2 separate regions of the Xenopus laevis genome follow, and region 1 is linked to region 2. Evidence: chromatin contacts called from public Hi-C data. All regions are on one chromosome and are shown on one strand. The core of a region is the stretch at or near the end of the contact, and the rest is flanking DNA. Distances in the headings are between cores, read along the strand shown. Region 1 overlaps nhs.L (NHS actin remodeling regulator L homeolog). Region 2 has its middle 60 kb from the start of nhs.L.

Region 1 (6,578 bases), core at 2,557-5,056, 80 kb after region 2:
TGCATTGCTGTCTTTAAATTGAGCCTAGACCTATGTACTTTCTATTACAAATGAAACTAATTTATATCTCACAAACCAAATATTATTGAAGGTTTTGAAGCAGGATGTTACAGCGGCAGATTAATACATAGTTATGTAAAAGTACCCAACTTTACCCTAATCAGCAAAATAGGCTTAGAAGGTTTGATGTGCCTAGGAAAATAGGCTTACTTTAGATATACAGTAATTAGTTGCTGAGACAGTTATAGATATTTATGATTCTTGACAGTGGCTTTTTTATATAGGTGATAGTTTTTTTTATTAACACCTCAGGGGTCATTTACTGATCCCCTTGGTGTTTATGGCACTTGCACCAAGGTGGAATGCTGCACTCTGCACCTAGTGCTCAGTGCAGAGAGCAGCATCAAGGGGTACAGGTCAGTCCTGTGCTTACTGCTTGCTATAGAGAAGGTGGTAAGGAAAGACACCCTGTTGTGGCCTGCAACTTGTCTTGCCGGCCTCACTTGTGCTTGTTCTTTGAATCAGTGCCATAACTAAAATGTAAGTAAACTGTCAGAGGGGCAACAAGCACCCCTTCCCCCCCCTGCTAAAAGCCTGCTCCAGGCCCCCCCTTCCCCCGGGCCCCCTTACAACCTCTATGGTTCTGCTTCCTCTATAGTTACGCCAATGCTTTGAATTGCCAGCCCCATGACTGCAGTTAGAACAAAGTACTAGGTGGCATGATTTAGTGTACACAGTGTTCAACTTTTATGTTTCCTAAACTTACATTGGAATCATTCTGGAGCTCAAGATGTTTTTCCTTATTGTTGAGCTTCAGTGTGCCAAACTGTATGCCAGGTTTAATGTTGGCAGTCAGTTCTGAAACATTTCTAAGAAATGTTTGACTTTCATTTACAAATGAAAATGTATTACTATTGCATGTGCCAATATTGTTCATAGGGTCATATTTATCACACAATGAAGTGAGAATTGTCCAAAAATTACACACTAAATAATCCAAAACCCACTGTATTTGTATATATTGAGAACTTTGATTTAATTAGAGGCATCTAGATTATAGCTATGCTTATTGTGCCAGTGGTTTACATATGGGGGCTGCTGCGCTTGCAACTGTAACCTGGCCCTGGAATTGGTAAATAAAGAGGCTGGACAAAACTGTGGCTTTTACCAAATAAAATCTAGAAAAATATATTTTCATATTAGATAGATAGACATGTGTAATGCAAAATTAAAAATGAATTTAGTACTGATATCTGTGCACATTTGATATAGAACGAGAGATCCATAGATAATTAAGCGCGTCTTAAGTTTTAGCAAGTTTTTGTAGTTTGTTGTTAATTCTTAGTAATTAGGAGTGCAAGTCAAGTCAGTGTAATGTACTAGAAGAAATAGCTTTTTGCTTTGTGTTTTTTTTTCTACTTATTCCTTTTTGTTAATGATACAAATAGTGAAACAGAACAGCTTGTCAGAAAAATCCAGTTAATGAGGTTAAGGTTAACAGCTACTAGCTCTGATCTTTCTTGGTACTTTAATCAGAGAAAGGAAGCCATATTGAAACATGAACCAGGGGTCATAGATCAGAGGTCAGAACCTTCAGTGTGGAACTAATAACCCAGGTGTAACTAAGGATGGTAGTAAAAACAGTTGTCACCATGAAACCAAAAATATAGGTTGGTATAATATACTATAATATAGTTGTTTAGATCAAATGAGTGCAAGATTACTTTATAAAATTACACGTCAAAAATGTCTGTCTCGACTATGAGTAAATGTAGAGTGTTTTTTCCTACTGGGTCTATTCTATCCATTTCCATGCATTTTTACCTACTTATGGCCCATTGGAAAGAAGCCAAATTATAACAGGGACCTTAGATTATAAGAACCACTGGGGCAGGGACTGATATGGATGATGTATAATCAATGTCAATGTGTCAGCGCTATGTAAATACCAGGAAAATAAGAATAATAGCAGGCCTGTGGGATGAGAAAACTATGTTTGATAGACAATGAAGTCTGATTTAGGGCGGACAGAAACAAAAACAAAGGAAAGAAAAGAAAGTGGAATATACAGTACATTTACCTTACAATATTTTCATTGGGCAAATATAAATGATAATGGAATTATGAAAGTACAGTTGCCCTAAGTATTGAAATGTAATACAACCAGTTCAAACAAAAATGCTATATTTGTTTTTATTAAGCAGATCCTTTCCAAGCCATGCTAGGTGATACTATGTGCATTGGTTCAATCCGTTATATATGGTTATAGAAGTTTAATAGCTTATTAATGATGTAGCACATAGTATGCTGATTTTTAGGATTTGTAAGAATTGTCAGGATATCAGGATGAATGAGACATTTCAAAAGATGTACTAAATGTTTTCTTTCTTGAAATATAAGACCCTTAATTCATTGACAATCCTTGTATTTGTGCTAAGTGCCCTTTATATGCCCTTTGGCTGTGCTCATAATTTTCCCTACACAGACATCCAAATGCAGGGTAATTCTGGAAATATGGTACACTGGAGCAAGCAAACAATTTTGCTTTTATTTTCTTTTTCTTTTGTGTCCTATTTTTTCCATAAATATCCAGGTTTAATTGCTAATTATATGTTTACATAGGACTTTTTAAAAGAGACAATTTGATTAATTACATTCCCCGTAGGGGAGCTTAACTAAGCTGTGTTCTGAGTCAGAACATTTTCGCCCTCTGCTGGTAATTACTACAGTCTGCACTGCGTCTGGTCAAAACAGCTCACTATATAATATATTTTAGACCTCTGCGCTACTAAAGGGTAAAACACATATCACCATACTATTTCTCTGCATCTTTCAGTGAAATAAATGTTTTGTGACTATATACTTTGCATGCATTTGATTTTATGTGGCTTAGGTTTAGCAATTTCACAGACAGACAATGATTTTCTGTTCTGGTGCATGGTTTTCATTATTATTTATCTTAATTCTGTTACGTATTATTCTTATTAACAGCCTGCTAGTGTTTTGGAGGGATGTTCACTGTTGTGTTTACTGATGTTTTTACTGATTGACCTGTGCTTTTCCAATTTCATTATAAAAAAGTTTAAGCAACCACAAGCTATGCCACAGATGTTAGTTCCTTAACAGCTTATTGACAGTATAAAGTATCTCAGCTCTCCCTGCGCAGGTGGTGCCTGGTGATTTCAAAAGCTCAAACACTAGCAGAAGACCAGATCTAGTGGAAATAAACATGCAGGAACTGCTAATGAACCTTAACCAAGTGGCCAACCTCTTCATAAGGCCATCTAAAGCCTTACATTTGCATTACAGATTGCATTACAAAAATATATCTATACTACAACATTTCAACAAAAAAAACAAAAAAAGCTGTAAATTTCCCCAAGTTTACCATTGTGCAGAAAGAAACTGCATAAAGATTAAATGTCACTTTAGAATAAAGTGGCATATGTCCAGAATCCATCGACTATCTTTTCAACTGCAATAGGATAGCATTGAATAGCTTATTTCATCGGAATTTAGTTGATACAATACATCTTTCAACATATGCATTTTTAAAGAAAGGTGCAAGTTAGTTCTTTAATAGCACTGCTGTGTAGTCCATATACAGTATGCACTGGCATAAACAACAGCTGTGAACAAGTAGTCCTGACTGATATGGAAACCCCATTCCTTATTCCCCTTGAGCACCGAGCACCTGCTGGGAGTGGTGGTTAAAGTGTTCTCACTCCAGTCTCCTAGTATTATGCTTTATTTACACAGCTCTTTGCAAAGAATGTTTAATCATTCACTTCCTTCCCAGCTCCAGTGGTGCTTACAATCTATTTCCCTAACTAGGCATATAAACCCTAGAAGCAGTTTCATGAGAAGCCAGTTAACCTTTGGATTAAATGAGGCAACCCATCCAAACATAGAGCTAACAAGGACCTTGGACAAAACAGAAGGAAGGACACCAGTGGAACATGGCACCAAAACTAACCACAGTGCCATTAATATCTGGATTTACTAACAGACAGGCCTAATTTATACCTGTTTTTATGTATATGACACAAAAGTTTGAAGCAGACTTTACTAAACTATGGGACTGCCCACCAGTCTGACAATTTATAGAGGACCCAAACAGAAATCAATAGGATAACATTTAGGGTAAAGTCAATCTATATATCTATGTCTAAATATAATATAAATATAATATATTTAAAAATAGATTTTCTGTTTCGGAATTTTATGATTAAGGGGGTTATTTATTAATTTCCGAATGCCAAAAAACTGAAAAAACTAATTTGGATTTATTATACCCCAAGGATGGAAAAAGTCAGAATCTGAAAATCCGGCATCTCAGACTTGCCAACGTTGTATATAAGTCAATGGGAGAAGTCCCAAAGATATCCTGATCTGAGCTGGGTTTCATGCAAAAATCCAAAAATTTAAGGGGAAATAACCTGTGCAGATTTGGTTGGAGTTTATTTCAGAAAACAATGCAATAAATTCAGACTTTGATTAAATAACCCCCTAAAAGAACATTTTCATGTATCAGTAAACCTGCTTGTGAGTTAAGGAGTGGAACATACCAACAACTGCATCACAAAAAGGAGAACACAGTTTCTTTAAGAGGACATAAAAGGAAATAGTTTGGCTATTAGATATATACTATATAGGTTAGCCTGCCAGTCCTGCTGTAGTGCATTTTGCTATTACTAAAAGAGAAAGTTTGCCAATATAAGAAGGTTACCTGAAGGTTTGTATTTGTCCTTCCATTATTTCACAAGTCCTGTAAATCATTGCCTATTAATGATGAATGACCACCCTTGTGGGCATGTCAGCGAATGTCATGCTTATATAAGACGTTGTCATATATACCTATTAATTATAATTAATGATAATGGAACTAGCAAGTATTAAATAATTGTAGGTATTGATTATTTTAAGCTTGACTGGTTATAGGTTGTGATTCTAGCACAAATCTGTTGATAAATCAGCATTAAAGCAAGGCTGGTACCGCAAATCCATGCTATAGAGATATGAACATGGCCTCAGAGGATTATGGATAAAAGAAATTCCAAGCAGCAGTTGCCTGATGAAAGCTACTCATCTCAAAGCCATTTCTTAAAATTTCATTTTAGGGAATTATAGACCTAAGACTTACGCCCACTTGCCATCTGTTCTTTAGCTGACTTATCCTGTCCAGACCAAAGGAGCACAATGAATCGTGCACTATTGTTATGCAAATTTATATATGTGTATGTCAAAGAGATATAATTAACCCAACAAGTGTCAACAAGTTATATGAAGCTGGAACAAGTGAAACTGCCTCGGATTAACCAGAGCTAACAGAAGGTGGAAATTCTGAATGGGGTTGGTCTGACAAGTCTGATTGTGGAGGTTTTACACAGTTACTAGTGCCTATATTTTGCTTAAGATTATGGTTTTGTTAACCCTATGTCATTATATTATTTCTGCATTGTTTGTGCAGTATTTTTCTTACAATAGTTGCTATGTTTGATTACTCAAGCTTTGATTATGTTACCGAAGCAAATACAAACTTCATCTATGTTTACTTGCAATACATTCATTACATTCGGGGCATATAAAATGGGGCATCTCTAGGGGAATTTAAGTTGTTTCCAGGATTACCTGCCTTTAAGGGCTGTTAACAACAAATATTTGCTGAACTGAAGGTTCCGCTGTTTTAGAATTTGCTGTGGGGCCCAGTAACATCTAATTACACCACTGGATATTTGTACTCCCCCACATAATGATCATGACAGTATGTTATTTTTTTATCTTTAATAGACTCTTTTAACAGACAGCAGTGTGTGTGCATAGAACAGTATCTCTCCCTTCCTTGACAGAAAGCAGAGCAAGCACACCAGTTGCTATGGATCAAAGACTACACCTTAATGGCAGGGGCAATAACTGTGAAAATTGGTAGAGCTTTTCCTAGATGTGCAGAAGAAGGCAAACACTTAATGACTGAATGATGCTGTAAATCTGCAATTTTTTGAAGAAGAGATTAGGGTTAGGTATAAAATAGATGAGCTGTACCATTCCTACATATATTTAAACCATATTTTTCATATTTTTTGTATCAGGTCATGTGACCTTTAATCTAGGGTGATCAGTGTAGTGAGGTTACAAGTAGGCTTTAGTTTCCTACACCTGATTGCTACACCCAATCAGGGGTGAATCAGATAAGAGGGGGTCCCTAAAAATATAAACCTTAATCTGTATCCCTCCAGCTACCCAGAAACACTCCCAGCAACCTACAATACAAGGGTTATAATGAAAAATTGTATTCCAAAGTCACCCGAAGTTTCCTCGTGAGGCAACTTCGGGCGACTTCAGAAAACGAAGCGCCGCGTGTGCTTTATCGCAGTCGATTTTTCATTATAGCTAACGCAAGACAGAGAGAAGGCGTTCAGGGAGATTGGGCGCTGCAAAGACGAGGCGATTAGTCGCCAGGCGAATAAATCTCCCTGAATCACCCAGTGTGCCCCTACCCTAAATTGTGACGATTCCTTTATTGTGTGTGTTTGTGTGTGTATTTATTTAAGAGCCTAGGAGATTTGGGAGTTAGCCTT
Region 2 (6,775 bases), core at 3,922-6,421:
TCCGATTGGATCTTATTCCTTGTGGTTTCTCCAAACAGATTGCAGCTCTCTTCACAGACAATAGAATAAAGGCCCCCATACACGGGCCAATAAAAGCTGCCGAAAGACAGAGTCGGCAGCTTATTGGCCCATGTGTGGGGCCATCCAATGGGCTTCCCTGATCGATATCTGTCCGAAAGTTAGACAGATCTCGACCGGGCAGGTTAAAAAATCCTGTCGGGTCACGGGCAGCGGCCACATCTGTGCGTTTATGTGGTCCAGCGATCCGACCACCCATATCGGATGCATTATGGTCCGATCGTTGGGCCCTAGGGGGCCCGATATCGCCCAACTCAACCATACGAGTGGATCGCTACGTCTGTGGCCACCTTTAGCCAATCAAGTCACAGATGAAGGCACTGTTATTGAAGGTACTGCAAAAATGAGGACTGACAAGAAGGATCCTCCCTGAATATGAACATTTGCTACAGATTTCCCACAGGTACTATACTGGAAAAGCTCTAAAGGCTTACTCACTATCTGCATATATACCTATCACCCTTGCTCAAATCCTGAATTAATTCTTTCCCCATGAAAAGCAAATTGTGCTTTTTATGTTTTCTTACTTTGTCATAGTTTTGTTCATTTTTAGTTGTTAGTAAAGCTGGCCATAGACGCAAAGATTCTTAATTCGTACAATTTTCGGACCATGTGTGGAGAGTCCCGACATTTTTTATCCCACAGAGATCGGTCATTTGGACGATCGGCCAAGTTGAAAGATTCCTGTCGGCTGCCGATAATATCTCTGCATCTCTGACGATTTTCAGTGGGAGACTGCTACCAGCTTTGTCAGACATAACCTTCGTACGATTGCTGAATTTGCTGGCAGAACATCAGCTGATCTGCTCTTTTACTACTTTATTTAAACTGAAGGTTAGTGGCAGGTCAGGAGATGGGGAAGCGCCATCGTTTGCGTCTATGGCCATTTTTAATGAGATAGATATTCTGAGGCAATTCGCAATCTTCTTTCATTTATTATTATTTGTGGTTTTTGAGTTATTTAGCTTTTTTTATTCAGCAGCTCTCAAGTTTGCAATTTCACCAATCTGGTTGCTAGGGTCCAGATCACCTTAGCAACAATGCAGAGATTTGAATAAGGGACTGGAATATGAAGGAGAGGCCTGAACAGAAATAGGAGTAATAAAAACTACCAGTAACAAATAAATTGTATCCTCACAGAACATTTGTTTTTTAGAAGGGGTCAGTTACCCCCCATTTGAAAGCTTCAAAGAGTCAGAAATGGAAGGTAAATAATTCAAAAACTATAAAAAACAGGAAAAATGTTGGCCAATTTAAAAGTTAGCCATTCTATACCAATGCTAACTTAAAGGTGAACCACCGCTTTAAGGTGGCTGGGAAACAAACAAGTGTTGTATTTCAGTGGCAAGTTACATTGAGGGGACATGAATATCTGAATATCTGCCATCAGTACCAATTGCATCACACTGGATATAATGTGCCTGGGGGGCAGTATATACTGCAACTCACTGCATGGAATGTGCTTTTTTTTAAAATATAGACTACATCTGATGTCATATAGGGTTGCCTCCTTTTCTGGAAAAAAAATACCAGCCTTACTATTTTTTTAACTTTTTGTCCTGTTAATTGTTACCAGCCAGGTCGGTAAAATAGGGAGCAGGTGGAAACCATAACTGCATATTGTCACTGGGGGGGGGGAGTACCCACTGCATCTCACTGCATATAATGTGCTTGTTTTGTAAATAAAGACTGCATCTCTAAGCTAAACGCTTTTTAACACTTTACAAATACCCATATAATATGCCCTTATTTGGAACCCACAGAACCACCAGAGGTAGTTGGAGGGGGTTCATTTTCATTGCAGTAGCACATTCACTAAGCCTCACATTAGCTTTAGGCCCATCTGAAGCCTCCCCAAACAAAAACTTCACCCTCCACCTATGGTCATCGATGTTTCAATGGGGTGAAAATGTGATAACAAAATTTCTCTAGTGTTACTTCCTTCCTAGGGAAACTTAATCAACTTACACATGAGTCAGTGGGTAAATAAAGTTCATATGTATATATTTATTAGTGATTTTGGTTAAATTGCTGGAAGGGGCCACTTCTTTTTAAAAATGTCCAAGGATGCAAAAGGAAGACAGAGATCCTCTATTGTCCTAAGCATGAGCTTCAAATATTTAAAAAAAAATAGCTTGAATCTGAAAATACACCATCAAAAACCTGTCTAGGTCATGAAGGAGTCAATGGCATAGGTCCCTTGAACCACTTGACGATGTTAATAGGCTTCATGATGTTCAAGTTTTTTTTGGAGGGTTTTGCCAGAATACTGAAGCAAGTTTTTCCCACTCTAGTTTTTGCTTGCTCTGACTGCTAAAGATGCGAATCTTTAAACAGTCGCTGGCTGCTCTACAAGAAAACAAACAAAGCTGCTCACATTCTGTGAAGTAAGGTGGGAGGGGCTCCCCCTGCTGCTTGAAAGTATGATCATTTCCCTGCAAAGCAGTTAGGGATTGTCTGAAGTTTCCTATCAAAAGCAGCCGGAGCAAGTAAATGAAAGGGGAATTTTATTGCATACAGTCAGGTTTGTCATAAAAATGGTAGACATTGGAGATAGGTTTCTTTTTCATTAAGTAAAAATGGGAAAAATATTTTTTTGCCTTTACATTACCTCTAAATAAGAAACCATTCAAGTTGTGAGATAATTCGAATTCATTCATGTTCATCTGAGGTATAAAAATCTCTAACATTTGACCTTTGATAAATAACACCCTAAATATGACAAAACGCCAGCGTTTTGACTCTTGCTTATGACTTTTTTGGAATACAGGATATGATGTCACTGACAATGTTGAGGATGTAGCTTCATTGTATTATTCAGAATAGGTAACGAAAAAGGGTAACGAATTGTAAAATTTTAACACTTTGGTAAATAAATGAATTTACAATTTACAATGACGAAACTCCATCAATAAGGTAATTCGCTAGCATAGTGTGTTACTCGCCTTTTAGTAAATAGTTACTGCGAATTATCTTTTTAGCGAAAATTTGTCAGAAAAAACACACGTAAATGTGCCCCTATATGTTTCAAGTTTAGCTGATAGATAAAGACTCTACAGAATTGTCAGAAAATTTATTAGCAACAGAATGTTGTAATCAAGTCATTGTCATTACACAATTTGTCAGTTACAGAAATCTTACGCACTTGTGTAATTAAAAAGATTTTAAAAGTAAAGCTTAGTCTCATGGAGATAAAAAGTGACCTCATACATTTTAGAAAAAAAGATACTTTTTTGGGAAAGGAATAAACATTTATAGCTAAACACATCTCTTCTCTGTATCTCTTTGTTACAAAGTCATCCAATCCCTGCTAATTGCCTATACATACTAATTTATTAGAACTGAGATGTAGTATGAAAGATATTTTTGCTATTTTAGACTTAAATATGGTACTGTACATAGGGATTTTTGTTTATCAGTTTTAGAAGCAATAAAAATGGCCTAAAATAGACCAAAAGTGAAGTTGTACCCTGATTACATGGAGGTATAATCTCTCTCTAATGTCAGCCTTTATGGAATATTGTAAACCTCATAAAATATATAAAATATAAGGATATTGACATGACCTTTAAAATCACAGGCGAAGTAAAGCCTGGTGCTCTGATGTGGCTTACGGAATACTGGGGAAATGGTATTCTCTGGATAAGGGAAATTCCTACAATATGAAGCACCATGTCTTAGGGCTACTAAAAGAAACTCATTAAAAAGCCCAATAGCATTGTTCTGCCATTGTGAATTTATACTGTTTAAAATCATGTAGAGGGAAATGTTTATTATTACAGAGAAAAAGCAATGATTAAAAAAATATATATTTTTAAACAGGATTGGACATGGCATTCCTGTATAATGGATATGTAATATATGTAATAAGGTATGTGATTATCCTGTAATACGAATTCCAATGTGCATAATAATAAGATTGCATATCCTGTGTGTATGTGTTTGTAATGAAAACAATAAGAGTCTATAACAATTCTTACAGTGCAGGAATCTGATTGGAAGGGGAAGGAGGCAAGATAATCTATAAATCTTGGGTTCAAGATTTCAAAAGACTCCTCCTCACTCTAAAACAAAAGAGGTTGCCTTAGGGCACTAGACCTCAGCCCGTAGCATCTTTGTTTGATTTACTTTGACCTCATTATCTACAGTACAACAGGCGTTTACATATATTTATCGATAGCAGAAGTTACTAGGGCATCACCTGTACAATCACTCAAATTTTAAAGATTTCATTCCTTGTTCTCATAAATATTCCATTTTGATCCTTAGCTAATATGCAGAATCCTGCACCATCAGATGGACTACACAATCGCGAACCTTTTAACCCATTTGTTTGCATCAGTCCCTTCTTAAAGACCAAGTGAAGCAAGTGAACTATGAAGATGTCAGTTTCTATCTATCCAAATCCTTTTTACAGGAGACGGGTGAGTGAGTAATGCACATGATTTCATTTGCGATATTCATGGTGGGGGGGGGGGGGGTGGAAGGACCCATCTTTTATTCTCAAGTCTAGAAATATGATCTGTCGAAGCATTCCTATAATGAATGTACATGCTTTTACATTTCTGTTGATCTAACCCCAGGAACAATGTGACACTATTTATAGAAAATATTTCATGGTGAGGTTACAGTAGTTATTGTGTCTTGTTGGTACCATAAAATTGCTTTGACAAGACAAGTGCAGATTATATGCTATGTTGCCGATGTAGGAAACTGAAGACAGCATCTGTTTTTTTGGGTTTCTTTTTGGTATTATCTTGCGCTGCCATTGTGTATGCAAAGCTTTGCTATCAACTCTTTCTAATAAACACAGATGTAAGTTTATGCACCCAGGGACTCATATCCTATGGGTTGCCATGCACTAAAGATGCGAAAAACCTTTGATTTGTGCAATCAATGTGTTGTCTAGACAGCCATGTTTTTTATCTATTTTATCAAAGATACCATAGCTTAACATCAGTGGAAGAGTTGGGTCTTAGCTGCTGGGGACTTTGCACAGTGACACCAATTGGTTCTGTGGTTGCATTGATGGCCACAACTTCAATTTATTAACATGGCGTATGAAAAAGAGGCCACAATAAGATGTGAGACCGTGCTCCTATAATCTAATTAGGTTTACAGTGGGTATAGAGTCCCCTAAAAAGTAAAACATATTATTCACACCACCAATTACTGGCCAAAACACAGAGTAAAGTGACAGTGCAGTGCAGACACGGAGTGTGCCCCTACTGAAACTGCAGAGAAGCATGAGGCCATATTTTAACATACTGTACACCTACAGTGTGTCTGTTCATTGAGGTCAATTTAGAAAATCCCCTAATAAGATGGCCTGTTGTCCTACTGTCCTACTGCCCTAGATAAAAAAAATTGATGGTGAAATAGTGTTATATAGATTTGTATACTTTGTTCCACTGCTTTCCTGGTATCATATAACAAAGGGACATAGCTGAGATTCCCCAGCAGAAGAGAGCCTTCAGGCAATGCTACTCCTGTGCTTATCATGATACAGAAACAGGATCCTGTAATGATGATGGTAATTGTCACATAGTGTGCCCTTCCTGCCCTACAGTTTCTCCCATTATTTGACAGATAAAGCACCATATATGCTTACAGAGTTTAGTCAGCCACAGGTGATTCATGAATGTATTGATAATGCATGATATAGTTTTCAGCATTAATCATGGTACATATTTCATTTACTTAGTACAATGTTACATCTAAAAAAAATGCCAATAGAATATGTAGCACATCCGTAGGTGGGCCTGAGATATGTGTTTAAGTAGTGTGGCTGGCTGCCAGTGTATCTCAGATAACCCTAGGCTGTGGGAAACTCCCAGCAGTGTGTATTGGGCCTTTAAGCACCATACCCTTAGGTAAATCCTGTGTGTCTCCTGGTGCACAGATCAACCAGGTTGAAAGTAACAACAGTCCAGGGGGTTGCTTCAAACCAATGAATGTGTTTATTGAACAATGGTACTGGATCTGTCTCGCAGCAGTCAGGCAAATAGATTCACTGCAGACAGTGGAAATCCTTCACACTTAGTACACTTGGGGGCACATTTAATATTGGTCGAATATCGAGGGTTAATTAACCCTCGATATTCTACCGTCGAAGTGAAATCCTTCGACTTCGAATATCGAAGCCGAAGGATTTACCGCAATTCATTCGTTCGAACGATTGTAGGAAAAATCCTTTGATCAAACGATTTTCCTTCGATCTCAAATTGCCTAGAAAGCTTATGGGGACCTTCCTCATAGGCTAATATCGGTGCTCGGTAGGTTTTAGGTGGCGAAGTAAGAGGTCAAATTTTTTTTAAAGAGACAGTACTTCAACTATCGAATGGTCGAATAGTCAAACGATTTTTACTTCGAATCGTTTGATTCAAAGTCAAAGTTGTAGTCGAAGGTCGAAGTAGCCAACTCGATGGTCGAAGTAGCCAACTCGATGGTCGAAGTAACCAAAAAAAAAATCGAAATTCGAAGTATTTTTTATTCTAATCCTTCACTCGAACTTAGTAAATGTGCCCCTTAGTAGTGGTAAACTCAGATCAGGCCCTCTCAGGGTGGTACAGTCTATCTTGGTATATCTTCCCCAGCACTAGGGATCCTACAGGGTATCTTGCTCCTTGGCACATTCCCTGCTCCTGAGCTCACCCACTTGTGTCCCTGTCTGGCAGCTTGATTACCACAAGGGTGC

What was found. Hi-C and Micro-C count contacts between places; a contact is called where the count stands out from the background.
Region 1: a Hi-C map of the XL177 cell line shows a contact between it and region 2, with 2.4 times the contacts expected there. The contact joins two enhancer-like sites. A contact is called at or near these places in 2 of 4 Hi-C or Micro-C datasets (the XL177 cell line and the XTC cell line).

Annotation. Positions count from the first base shown.
Region 1 is chr2L:98,821,870-98,828,447 of Xenopus_laevis_v10.1, forward strand. The region is part of intron 2 of nhs.L (NHS actin remodeling regulator L homeolog); the gene reads left to right. Among protein-coding and RNA genes, the nearest start is that of nhs.L, 21 kb to the left of the region's middle. Within about 2 kb of position 3,807, at least 1 of the 7 cell types and tissues checked has an H3K27ac peak or open chromatin away from gene starts, as enhancers often do.
Region 2 is chr2L:98,740,465-98,747,239 of Xenopus_laevis_v10.1, forward strand. No RefSeq gene overlaps it. Among protein-coding and RNA genes, the nearest start is that of nhs.L, 60 kb to the right of the region's middle. Within about 2 kb of position 5,172, at least 1 of the 7 cell types and tissues checked has an H3K27ac peak or open chromatin away from gene starts, as enhancers often do.